2 separate regions of the Mus musculus genome follow, and region 2 is linked to region 1. A link is a contact called in public Micro-C data. All regions are on one chromosome and are shown on one strand. The core of a region is the stretch at or near the end of the contact, and the rest is flanking DNA. Distances in the headings are between cores, read along the strand shown. Region 1 holds the start of Usp4 (ubiquitin specific peptidase 4 (proto-oncogene)). Region 2 holds the start of 1700102P08Rik (RIKEN cDNA 1700102P08 gene).

Region 1 (6,573 bases), core at 3,925-6,424:
GCAACACGGGGAAGACACTGCCTGAGCAAAATCCAACAGAAATGGAGGGAGCTGGAGAAACGGCTCCACAGGTAGCGGCATTTACTGCCAAGCCTGAGGACATGAGTTGGTCCCTAGATGATGGATCCCACAGGGTAAGAGGAAAGAAACACCTTCCATCAGCAGCACTCTGACCTCCACATGCACACCACATAAACACCAGAGAACACTCATGAGCACACTCGCACACACACAGGAATATATTAAGTGTATGAATACACGCCTGCCTGCCTGCCTGCCTGCCTGCCTGCCTGCCTCTGGCAGATTCTGGACACAGGTACAGGAGTGAGCATTTGGGGAAGCTGACCTCACAGTCACAGGATCCATCATCCATCACTTCTGCTGACACACTTAACAGGACAGCGCCGAGGTCAGAAGCCACAACTCTACTGACCTTCTACCTCTCCTTACGCTATTCCTACTATAAACAGTCGGTACAGAGAGGCCTGATGACGTTTAATATGCATGCAATTTGTCCTACTTCACAGGTATCAACATTTTGTGGGTACAGCTAAGTGTAGTGGCACACACCTTTAATCCCAGCACTGGGGAGGCAGAGGCAGGCAGATCTCTGTGTGTTCAAGGGCAGCCTGGTCTATATACTTAGTGCTAGGGCATTCAGGGCTATGCAGAGAGACCCTCTTCTTGAAAACAAAATCAAAAACCAAAACAAAACAGAAAAACAGCATCAATGCCCAGACCAATTACTGGATATACTGAATTTGATCACAGCAATGAAAGAAAAGGGGAGGGCATGATTCCCAGTTTTCAGACTATAGGCGCAATCTAAAATGACTATTCTTCTTTCTTGTTTACATACAAATCCAAAAACCTAAAAAAGAAAAAGAAAACTAAGGGGCCAGCAAGGCAGTTCAGCAAGGACGAGCACCGTTGCTCCTGCAGAGGACCAAGTGCGGGTCTAGGCACCTCTGCGGAGCAGCTCACAACCTACTGCTCCAGGGGAGCCTAAATTCCCTTCTGGATCCCCAGGAACTGCACTTCACATGCACAGCTCATTCAGATCCACATCCATACACACAATTAAAAAACAGAAAGTAGAGACAAAACGTTACGAGGTAGACAGGTAAGATGTCTTCTGAGAACCAACTGCAGAAAGCTATACTTTGGCCTTAACATACACAGTGACTCACTGGCACACACATCATACACATCCTACATTGTGCACATATACAGTAAAAATAAAAATATGAAAAAAACATTAGTATGCTATAAAATGTGGCCGTTCGAATGAGGATGGGCCATTTAAGCTCGCGTGTTTGAATCTTTGGTTCCCAATGGTAGTACTGTTTGGGAAGGATAAGGAGGGGTGTGGCCTTGCTGAAAGAGGTGTGTCACTGAAGGGTGGTCTTGAGGTTTCATAAACCCTCACCTAGCTCTGTCTGTCTCTAGTGTGTCTTCAGACACTCCAGAAGAGAGCATCAGATTCCGTTATGGATGGTTGTGAGCCACCATGTGGTTGCTGGAATTTGAATTCAGGACCTTTGGAAGAGCAGTCGGTGCTCTTAACCACTGAGCCAGCTCACCAGCCTCCCTCAGCTACTTCTTAGTGCCACACTCACCTGCTGGTACCAAACTCTTTCCACCACGATAATCCTGAACTAACTTGCTGAAACTGTAAGCCAGCCCCCAATTAAGTGACTCTTTATAAGTTGCCATGTTCATAGTGTCTCTTCACAGCAACAGAACGGTAACAAAAAAGGCATGCTTCTGCTAGAAGTAGTTGTTTAGGGCAAAATAACTACTTGACTTTTCCCTAATAATCTGCAAAGACGTCTACTACAGATGTAAAGGAACACGTCTATGTCTTCACATTATGAAAGTTTCACACTCATGAGGACCATGGTAGAGATACACGCAGCCCCTGACTGGCCCATGAGAACTACAGTAGAAAACTGAGCATACTCCACCTGAGAAGAGTCCGGAGTTGTCAATAGGTCCAGGAAACAGGTTATGCTCCCCGACATTGTACATGTCCCAGCTGTCAAAGCCCACATACTTCTTCCACTGCTTGAACCACCGGCTGTCAATAAGATACCTAGGGAGAAATAGCAGCTACATATAAAATACAGCTGAATAAAGAAACACAGTTTTAAAAACCCAAAGCATTATGTTTTGCAGCTCTCCTTTAATTTTCATCTTTAGACACCTACCTTAAGCTCCTTATGGTCTTCTCACCAAGGTAATATACAATTCTCACAAAATCACGTTTGGGGGGAGGGGAGCTTTTCAAGATAGGGTTTCTCTGTGTAGCCCTGGCTGTCCTAGAACTTGCTCTGTAGACCAGGCTAACCTCAAATGCAGAGATCTGCCTGCCACTGCCTCCTGAGTGCTGGTACTAGAAGTGTGCATTACCGCCACTGTCGACTAAAATCACACTCCTAATATCAAGAACAGAAGTTAGCCCCACATGGCAGAGAGGGCCTAATCTATGCCAGGTATTCACTAAGAAAAATGACTGCTAAGAGAATAAGTAGAGGAAGTTTGTGGTGACCCACATCTATGATTCCAGCATCTGTGAGGTCCAGGCAAAAAGGTCAATCTACCCTGCACAGTAAGCTTGAGGTTCCCTCCCTTGGGCTACAAGAGACCCTATCTGTAAAAGACAAAACAAAGCTACACATGCTAGCACATGCTGGCCTTTACATCCCAGCACTCAGGAGGCATAGACACTTGGATGTCTATGAGTTCCAGTCCAGCTTGGTCTACATAGGGAATTCCAGACCAGTCAAGGTTACCTAATATGACCACGTCTGAAAAAAAATGAACAAGGGACTGGAAAGATAATTCAGAGGTTAAGAGAGTCTTGTGCTCTGCCAAAGGACTCAAGTTTGGTTCCTAGCACCCATGTATGGTATGCACAACTCTAGCTCCAGGAAATCCAACAGCCTCTTCTATTCTGCATAGGCATCTGCATGCATAGCGTGTGCCATACATTCTCATATTCCTCTCCCTCCCCCCCCTCTCTCTCTGCCTGTCTCTTTCTCTCTCACACACAAGACACTGCGATCACTTATCTGTAATCCCAGCACACAGGAGGCAGATGCAGAAGAGTCTGCAAGTCTGTGGCCAGCCTGGCTACATCTCAAGTTCCAAACCAGTAGGGGCCACAGGGAGACCTTGTCTCAGAAACAAACAACCAAAACCATAAACGATTATTGAAAGAATTTTAAAACTAATTAACTTTGGAGATGGCGGGGGGGGGGGGGGAGGTGCACCCTCAGTATGTAGCCCAGGATAGCCTTGAACTAGAGAGATCCACCTGTGTATGCCTCCCAGAGGCTGGGATTAAAGTTGTGTGACACTATGCCTAGTTAGGATTTAATTTATTTCAGTTTTTCGAAACATGGTTTCTCTGTCTGTCCTGTCTGTAGACTGAGCTGGCCTCAAACTCTGAGATCCACCTGCCTCTGCCTCCCAAGCGCTGGGACTAAAGATGTGTGCCACCGCTCCTGGGCTGAGTTTTTCTTTTTAATTATGCTTTGGTTATGTGCCTGAGTTTGAGCATGACTCCCAGTGCCCACGGAGGTCAGGGGAGTTGCTATCCCTGGAGCTGGAGCTTGAGTTACAGATGGCAGGGAGGCACCAAACCCGAGTGCTGGGCCTCAGACTCAGGCACTGCAAGAATAATCTAAGTTCTCAGATGCTGAGCAGTCTCACCAGCCCATGAGCAATCATTTCAAATGGACTCTTTCTACAAGTAAAACTATGTTACTAAGTTATTAATCACATTACCCACCACCATTTTTTTTTTTTTTTTGAGACAAGGCTTTTACTATGTCACTGAGGTTGGCCCTGAAATTTGGCAGCAATACTCCTCCAGGACTAAGACTACAGGCATGAGCATCCAGACCAACCTGAATATTCTTTCTGTGTCATCCCTTTGCAGAATTTCTAAAGTACCTCTCTCTATTTGTCTGGCCTTTCACTGGCTCAATTTAAACACCATAAACTACACCTAGACCACACCCCAAACACATAAGTTCTGTTCTCTTTTTCAGTCCTCATATTGGTCATAATCAATGAGAAACCTACCCTATTATTTGACTCCTACACAGCAGCACCACCCAGGCATTTCTCCCCGACTGGGGAGTACAATCCCTTCTAGTTAACAATCTCTTAAGAGGCCTCATATTTGAATCTGCTCTAGTAAACCTGGAACTTTTTTTTTGGGGGGGGGGTGCTGCTCACTGTATGAGACCAGCCCTGAACCTACAGCAATCCTACAGCCTCTGCTCCTGCAAACCAATAAAGCATATGCCAGCGTGCCTGGCAAAGTCTTGTAACTTTCGATCTTCTATTTTGCTCCAGGAGTCAAGCTCCCCTCCCTTCCCCTCCCCTCCCACTCTTACATCTAACTACTGCTACAATTGTCCCGGACCATCTGACAACTGGCTTCTAGTTTTTGGCTTTGAATCCTGTCCCACGGTTTACAAGTTACAAAGTATCACAGTTTACAAGTTACAAAGTATCCACTTCGGATCCTCTCTCCACGCCAGGAGCGTCCTAAGCCACAAATTGCTACCGAGGTTTTAATTGTTAAGGATCGGAGGTGTGTAAGGGGTGGAAACTTCCCCCACCAAGGTCACCATCAAGCGCCCAAGTCTTCGGTGGTTAAGTGCTTTCCCCCACCTTCCCGCTCCCGCCGACCCCAGCGCGCCCCCTTTTCTATATTCTACACCCCCTGTCCCCGCCGGTCCAAGACTACTGTGAATCCGAATGGACCGGGACAAACCCCACGCCTGTCAGCGCTGTCCCCCAGCTGATCCCGGGGTTTCTTTCATCAGCGGCCGCTGTCAAGCCACTCTTTCAGACTCCAGGCACCGCCCCCGGCCCGCCTCCACCTAAAACTGAGGACAGAGGTCCGGCCTGAGGGCCAGCGAGCCGGCTAGACGCTCTGCGCCGCAGGAGGGCAGGGCGGACGCTCACCACTGCGCCCCACGTTGGAGCGTGGTCCCCATCAAGGCTCCGAGCTCCGTCTTCTGGGTCTCCACATCCGGTCGCTCACGGCTGCCCCGGCCTTCCGCCATCTCGTCCGCCGCCCCGGCCCAGCCGGCCCGGACATCCGCCTAGCGCACGGCGTGCTATGGGCCGCGCCCACGCACGCACGTAACCACGCACGTGCGCGCGCCCGGCACCGCCGTCGACTTTCGCCTCTTCTCCCCGCCCCCACGCGCTGTTAACCCCCCCCCGCCCCCTCCGGAGCCGAAGCGGACAGAAGCAGGCTGGACGCCCAGAGGCGGCGGCCACATCCACCCGTGTCTGAGCGGCTCCTGCGATCTGACTGCTGGCCCGCCCTCGACCCATCAGTCACTCGCTCCATCCTGGCCTGTGAGGTTAGCCTGATGCTAAATCCGTGCAGGAGGAGCCTGCCGCTTGCTTTTCTTGTTTCCACTCGGTTCCATGCGGCTTTCAGCAAGACTGCCTAAATGCGAGATTGAATTTACTGCCTCGGCAGCCCCTGTAGCCAAGTGCACACGGACGCATTGAGATCTGGACTGTCCGGTGTGGTCCAGCCATTAATAGTTGTTTCAAACAAGGGCCGGCGCGATGGCTACGTGGGTGACAACTGGGTTTGATCCCCAGAACCCGTGTAAAAGTGGAAAAAGAAAACTGACTCTTTAAAGTTGTCCTTTGTTCTCGACACAGACACTGTGGCACGCGTTCGCCAAACAGGCACACAATAGTGAAATTTGTTGTTTGTTTGGGACAGGTTTCTTCTAGCTGCTGTCCTGGAGCTGTTTATGTAATCTAGGCTAGTCTCGAATTTAGGCCCATTTGCCCTTTTCTCCAGAGTGCTGGGATTAAAAGCATACATCACCACACCTGCAAAAAACAAAAATAAAGTCATAAATAGACGCAAAAAACAAAGTTGTCTTAAACAACTTTGTATCCTGTCAGCCATCCAGGTCAAGGAGAGAGTAGCAACCACCGAAGCCGACAGAGGTCCAGGCATCTTAATTTTTTCCTGAAACAATGATTCCGTTTTCTTCCGGGCGGTGATGGCACAGGCTTTTAACCCAGCACTCAGGAGGCAGAGGTAGGCAGATCTCTGAATTCGAAGCCAGCCTGGTCTACAGAGAGAATTTTAGGACAACCAAGGCTACAAGAAACCCTGTCTTGAGGAGAAGAAGAAGAAGAAGAAGAAGAAGGAGAAGGAGGAGAAGGAGGAGGAGAAGGAGGAGAAGAAGGAGGAGGAGGAGAAGAAGGAAAAGGAGAAGGAGAAGGAGAAAAGGAGAAGGAGGAGGAGGAGGAGGAGGAGGAGGAGGAGGAGGAGGAGGAGGAGGAGAAGGAGAAGGAGAAGGAGAAGGAGAAGGAGAAGGAGAAGGAGAAGAAGAAGAAGAAGAAGAAGAAGAAGAAGAAGAAGAAGAAGAAGAAGAAAAAGAAAAGATTGCAAGTCTTGAAAATCTTGCTCTGGAACAGGTTTAAAAGCATGGTAGAAAGCCATCTGTGGAGATGCCCGGGCAACTGGTGAGCTTTTGCTTTTCAGGCAAATCCTGTTTTGTTTCGGTTTTT
Region 2 (5,896 bases), core at 216-2,715, 45 kb before region 1:
TGAGAAAAAATTGGCAGCTGGAGTATGGCTGGCTCAGTGGTTGAGAGGGCAGCACTGGCTGCTCTTCCAGATCTGAGGATCCCACCTGGTACCTAACAACTGTCAGTAACTCTAGTTCCAGGGGATGTGATGCCACAGCCTTCTGGCCTCTGCAGGCAAAACATCTACATGTACAAAAGACAAACATTAAAAAAACTTAGGGAAAATCCTTAAAGTATCAAACCAGACAAAACATTGCAAAGGCTTGTAGATCAGCGGGAGTGCCTGCCCCAGCATGTGTGAGGCCTTGGATTCAGTCCTTCGCACTACCCACAATTTAAAACTAGCTCAACACCTATTACCCTTTGGTACAGTAGTTTCGATGACTGTTTGGAAAATAACCAGGCTTTCAACCTAAACACATAAAAACTGTTTGCCGGCCCACATTCTAAAAACCATGAATTTCTTGTGTACAGTCAACGCTCCAAAGAGGAGGCTAGCTTAGTCATTAGATCTGAGATCTTCAACTTTTTTGTTTGTTTGTAGACAGGGTTTCTCTGTATAGCCCTGGCTGTCCTCGAACTCAAGAAATCTGCCTGCCTCTGCCTCCCGAGTGCTGTTTGTTTGTTTGTTTTTTTAAACAAACAACGGTTTCTAGAAAGCTATCGAATTAAAATCACCTTAAACTATCTTTTCTCCAGTCTTCCCCATCACCTGCAGCTCTCCAAAACTGTCTGTCACGTGCCAAAATGGAAGACTGCATCAAGACATTTTCCTTGCTGGTCAGAGGTTTCCTTTTGGGGTATAGAGGCTGCTGAAGTTTTGAATTAACCGGAATATGGTGTGTCCCGAAGGCCGGGTTCTCACTCTCAGGAGCACACGAGGCACCAGAGTATGGGGCAGCAGAGGGGCAGGCAGCCAGTGGGTTTCTGCAGAGGAGCCTGTGTACCGGCTGGGAGGTGAGCGACGGGGCGTCCAGCCTCTGCTGGGCTGTGCACTCCTGAGAATGCCTGACTCCTTCAAAGGCTCGGTCTATAGCAGCAGTCAGCTCCTTTCTGCATCTTCGTAGTTTTTCAGACATTTCCCTAAAAGCGACCATGCTTTCTTTTATTAAGTGATAATTGTAAATGCACGGAGCAACGGGAAAATGATGCTTCTATACAGGAGGCTGGGATTCAACCTCGATTTCGAGTATGACCTACGGTTATACAACATCATCCTTCGTTCTTTTCCTCGGAGGGGCGGATCACCCGCCATTCTCAGAGGACCCAGGGTCACGGGATTCTCAGAGGACCCAGGGTCACGGGGGAGGGCCCGAGACGCCCCGCCTCACCGCCCAGAGCTTCCTTAGCCTGTAGGCCGCTAAGCCTTTTCCCTCCACCCACTACTGCGCCCAGTTGCTGTCTGGGCCCCCAAACTATGGCCAGCCTAGACAGGACGGGGCCCCGTTGAGTCCTCACCCAGCCGTTGCCGCACAAGAGTGCCCAACGGTCACTGAGTCCACGTTCCAAGACCAGCGATTCCCAACCCCCACCTACTAGGTTAAAGGTCGAGGTGAAGACTCACATGACCCCAATGGGAACAAAGGCCCTAGAGCTGGCCTGTTAGGTTGCCGGCTTTGCCACTAGGGGAGTAAGGGAAGGGTTAAGGAAGAGAATCCGGTCTGGAGAGGGTCTATTACCGAAAAAGTATTTTCTTAAACCTTATTAACTAGAATGTTTGGAGATCTGAAAAATACCCATTGTGTTCTTCTGAAGCTAACGTGGAGAAACAATGCCACACACTGCACCCAGTTTTATGAATAGACTTCTTTTAAGGGAGAGCTAATGAAAGTTCCACATAGAATCACTTTATCAAGGGCAGTGGGGGACAAAACAGAACTTCTAGGAGTCTGTGAGAAACTGAAAACAATAGCCCAATACTAACTTCATTTCATAACCGGGAAGGCGGCTGGAAAATTCTGAGAGAACAAGAGAATAGAAACGGGTTTCAGAGACAGTTTAGAAAACTATAAGCCCATCTCAATGAACAGCAAAGAACTAGAGGACAACATCAAATTTGCTGGAGGCTTGGTTTACTGTGGCCAGACTACTGGGGTGAGCAGTGTGGGCACCAGAATCCAAAACCCAGTTCGGAGCAGCCCTGCAGGTGGGTCTTCATGGCTGCACCATGCTCATTGCAGGGTCTTCCTCTCCACTCTTTGGAATCCATGAGACACATGCCACTGTGCACCAAACCCCAGCCCACAATTGAGCTCCACAGGTTTTTCTCTCACCACCCGTTTAAAAGAAAAAATAATCCAGCCTCTTAACATAGAGCCCTTCTCAGAAAGCAGGGTTTCTCTTTCCTTCCTCTTCTCATAAAAGGAGGTAATGTCCTCATCTGGTTTGAGATTGATATGAGCAGTCTTCAAGAGTGCCACAGATATTCTCCTGGGGGAGGATGCTGGTGTTGGGAGGGTGGCAGGGTCACAGAGGCCACATCAGTTGGTGTCCATGTTGTAAGCCTCCTCATCCCCCATGCCCTGGTGTGAGCTGCTCAGCTTCACCCCTCCATCAGAACCGGGGAAACTGCCGAGCGAAGATGTGCTGGAGCATTCGTCATCCCGACGCTGATAGAACAACACGTAGGCGGCTTTCGTCTAAAACACAAGGAATGGGGTCCATTCACTGATAATAAACTCACCCCACCCCTTTCCTAGCACCTGTGATCCCAGCAAGGCGAGGGGGGCCTGACAGGAGGATTCTTTTTCCAAGGTCAAGGCCAGCCTGGGCTTCAGAGTGAAACCCTATCTTAAAAAAAAAAAAAAGCAATCTTAAACTGAATGTGGGGATGGATATCTGTAATACCGGCACTCAAGAAGCAGAGGTAGGAGAATTACCCTAAGTTTGAGGCTACAAACTTACAAAATGAGTTTCAGAGCAGGCAGAGATATAGAGATACTATCTCAATAAACAAGCACACTCACTGAGTGACTGAGTGGACAGCTGTACTCTCGGGAACCTGCCACCTTTATTTATTAGCTGCTTCCTGATGCCCCTGCCATGGCTCTAGCAAATGCAGATAGATGCACTGTGATACCTCTAGGAAAACTGAGCTTCTCCGTTAGGAAAGATCTAGGATGAATGGCAGTCCCCTCTGCTCCACTCAGAGCCCTAGCAGATAAGGAGGTAACCGTCTGGCTTGAGGGAACCTTTTCGGTTGATTTGTTGAGAGCCCAGGGAGGAGCAGGCACCTGGGAAAGTACTCACCACTATCTGGTCCTCAGAGGCCAGGGACACACTGCTATCATCAAAGTAATACCATTTCCCGTTCAGTCTGTTCTTCGCATATGCAGTGTCTGCCAAGTTACAAACAAAATGCTCTAATGGCCACCAAAAAAAAAATAATCTTGTAACCTTATTAGGTTAGCACTAAATACTCGCACATACTCATACCCAAAATGTTAACACTAAAACTAAGAATAATGTATACCCAGTGTGGATCCACTCAGGAACCAGAGACAGAAGTACTACTCCCAAGTTCAAGGCCATCCTGGCCAAGTCTAGGTAGGTTGCACAGTGAAACCACATCTCAAAACAGAAAACCACCACCACCAGATTATAGAAATAATTTTTAAAATATGCACATACATATAAGTAATGATCATTTATAGTCGATAATTTATAGTTCTTTTTATTTCTTCCCCAGAGGTTAGGGGATCCAAACCCAGGGCCTTGTACTTGCTAGGCACACACTCTGCTGCTAAATAAATCCCCGGCCCCTATGGCTCATGGTTTTGTACATTTTGTTTGTTTTTGGCTTTTCAAAACACAGTTTCTCTGTGTCCCCCGGTGGTCCTGGAACTCAGAGATCCTCTGCCTCTGCCTCCCACAGAGATTAAAGGCGTGTGGCACTGCAGCCCAGTGGAAATAATTCACCATTTTTTCCAACCTGGGTCTTTCAGACAAACTTGAAAGGGTGAGCACAGGGTGTCCTATAATTTTGGGATGCTAATCAATAAAACCAGCCTACTTAATGTTAATATTTAAAATAATTTTAAATTTAATTTTTAAAAAAGATTTATTTATTATATATAAGTACAATATAGCTGTCTTCAGACATTCCAGAAAAGGGAGTCAGATCTTGTTACAGATGGTTGTGAGCCACCATATGGTTGCTGGGATTTGAACTCGAGACCTTCGGAAGAGCAGTCAGTGCTCTTACCCGCTGAGCCATCTCACCAGCCCTTAAATTTAATTTTAAAAGCTGTGTGTGTGTGTGTGTGTACACGTGCCATGGTATTTGTGTGTGGAGGTTAACGCTGTGGGGTGAGTTCTCTCCCTCTACTTTTTTAGAGTTCTTGGAATTGAACTCAGGTCACCAGGCTTGTGTGGCCAGGATCTTTACCTGCTGAGCCACCTTGTCACGCTAGTGTGTATTTCTGAAACTCTGTGGACCACACTGGCCCTGAACTCAGATCCACCTGCTTCTGCCTCCCGAGTGCTGGAATTAACCGCAGATGCCACCACACTCAGACTTGTCTATTTTTAAATAAAGATTTATTATTTGATTACATGGAGGGTACTGACAGGTGTCACAGAGTTCCAGGCAGTTGTGAGCCACCTGACCTAGGTCCTGGGAATTAGCTCAGGTCCTGTAAAGAACAGTGATCCACTACTGAGCTTTCTCCCCAGCTGCCCTGGTGTCTATTTAATGACTGTGATCAGTGCTGGAGACATAACACAAGGAAAGGGCATGCGCCTGAGATTTTCATCTGAATCTCTAACATAGATGGCCACGAGTATAATCCAGAGCCACAGAAGGACTCAGAGAGCTGACGCTGCTAAAATTAAAAAAAACAAAACCAAAGCAGAAGGCTCCACCCCCATCTCCACAGAACACCCGGTGCCTGTGGAGCCAGCAGGGGCGCTTTGGTCAGGAAGGCAGTGCTCCCTGGTCTGCAGAGCTGGGTGTGCACATTTTCTTCTCTCCACAGCTGTGACTGAACCTCTGGAGTGGATGGGGCTGCAGGTGAAGCTTGGCGGCCACACTACTTACCTAGGATGCACAAGGCTCTAAGTCCCATCCCAGCACTGGGGAGTGAAACAATGCCCCTAAAGCAGGTTCAGGTGTAACTAAAACACAGTTTTAGTGAACCTAAATGTTATAGAAATTCTGGGTAATAGAGAAAAGAAAAAAACGTACTATTTTCCCAGATATGGAGATGTGTACCTGTATCTTAGCACTTAGGTGCCTAGGGTGGAAAGAACGTGGGTTCAGGACCATCGAGGCCTACCTAGCAAGTCACAAGCCTGCCTGGTCTGGATGTGAGGCTCTGTCTCAAAACCAAACCAAAAGTAAACTCATTTTGGCATCTCTCCTTCCCTTGCATTTTCTCCACGTTTTGGTTTTGCAGCGCTGCGATACTTCTGTGATTACAGTCACTAATTTTGTGTAGTTGGGTGAATTATTAGGGACGTCTCTTTAACATTAACTTTCTTTGGAAACGGTTAAGAATTCTTTTCCCGAGTACCTGAACCACAGTGCCCCGCTCGGAAACACTGGTCTACAGAGTGAGTCCCACGACAGCTGGGGTTACACAGAGAAACCCTGACTTGAAAAACCAAAATAAACAAAGAGAACAATGTTTTGTCATGTCCTGGCTCTAGTAGAGTTTCCAGAGTAACCCAGAGTGGCGGCTCACACTGTGCCAGGAAAGTAAGGCCACCCTGGCTGAGCTACATGGTGAGCCCCAGGCCAGCATAAGCGATCAGCAGGACTGTCTTGATCGTTACCACCACTGAGGAAGGTAGGGAGGAGAGAGGGGCTGGGAAAGCCCAAAGTCGGAGACTGAAAACAAGCCAGGTGCTACGTCAGGGCTGGCATCCAGGAAGAGGCTGAGGCACAGTAGGTAGGGCGTTTCCATACCTCAGAA

Evidence for each region. Hi-C and Micro-C count contacts between places; a contact is called where the count stands out from the background.
Region 2: a contact with region 1 is called in a Micro-C map of the G1E-ER4 cell line, with 2.2 times the contacts expected there. The contact joins the promoter of 1700102P08Rik here to the promoter of Usp4 in region 1. A contact is called at or near these places in 15 of 39 promoter capture datasets (the 3T3-L1 cell line, 3T3-L1-derived adipocytes, cranial neural crest and 8 more), 19 of 484 Hi-C or Micro-C datasets (the G1E-ER4 cell line, the NIH/3T3 cell line, Th1 cells and 10 more), 13 of 115 datasets of contacts at active chromatin or transcription factors (the HPC-7 cell line, the SCID.adh cell line, bone marrow-derived macrophages and 5 more) and 4 of 9 other capture datasets (adipose tissue, embryonic stem cells, liver and 1 more).

Annotation. Positions count from the first base shown.
Region 1 is chr9:108,346,432-108,353,004 of GRCm38.p6, reverse strand. It overlaps Usp4 (ubiquitin specific peptidase 4 (proto-oncogene)), which reads right to left and starts at 5,174. Exons shown (of 22, transcript NM_011678.2): 1 at 4,987-5,174; 2 at 1,968-2,095. The coding sequence starts at 5,087.
Region 2 is chr9:108,388,403-108,394,298 of GRCm38.p6, reverse strand. 1700102P08Rik (RIKEN cDNA 1700102P08 gene) reads right to left here and starts at 1,465. Exons shown (of 4, transcript NM_053216.2): 1 at 1,440-1,465; 2 at 660-1,064. The coding sequence starts at 1,060. It overlaps Usp4 (ubiquitin specific peptidase 4 (proto-oncogene)), which reads right to left. Exons shown (of 22, transcript NM_011678.2): 21 at 3,231-3,319; 22 at 1,770-2,620. The coding sequence ends at 2,462.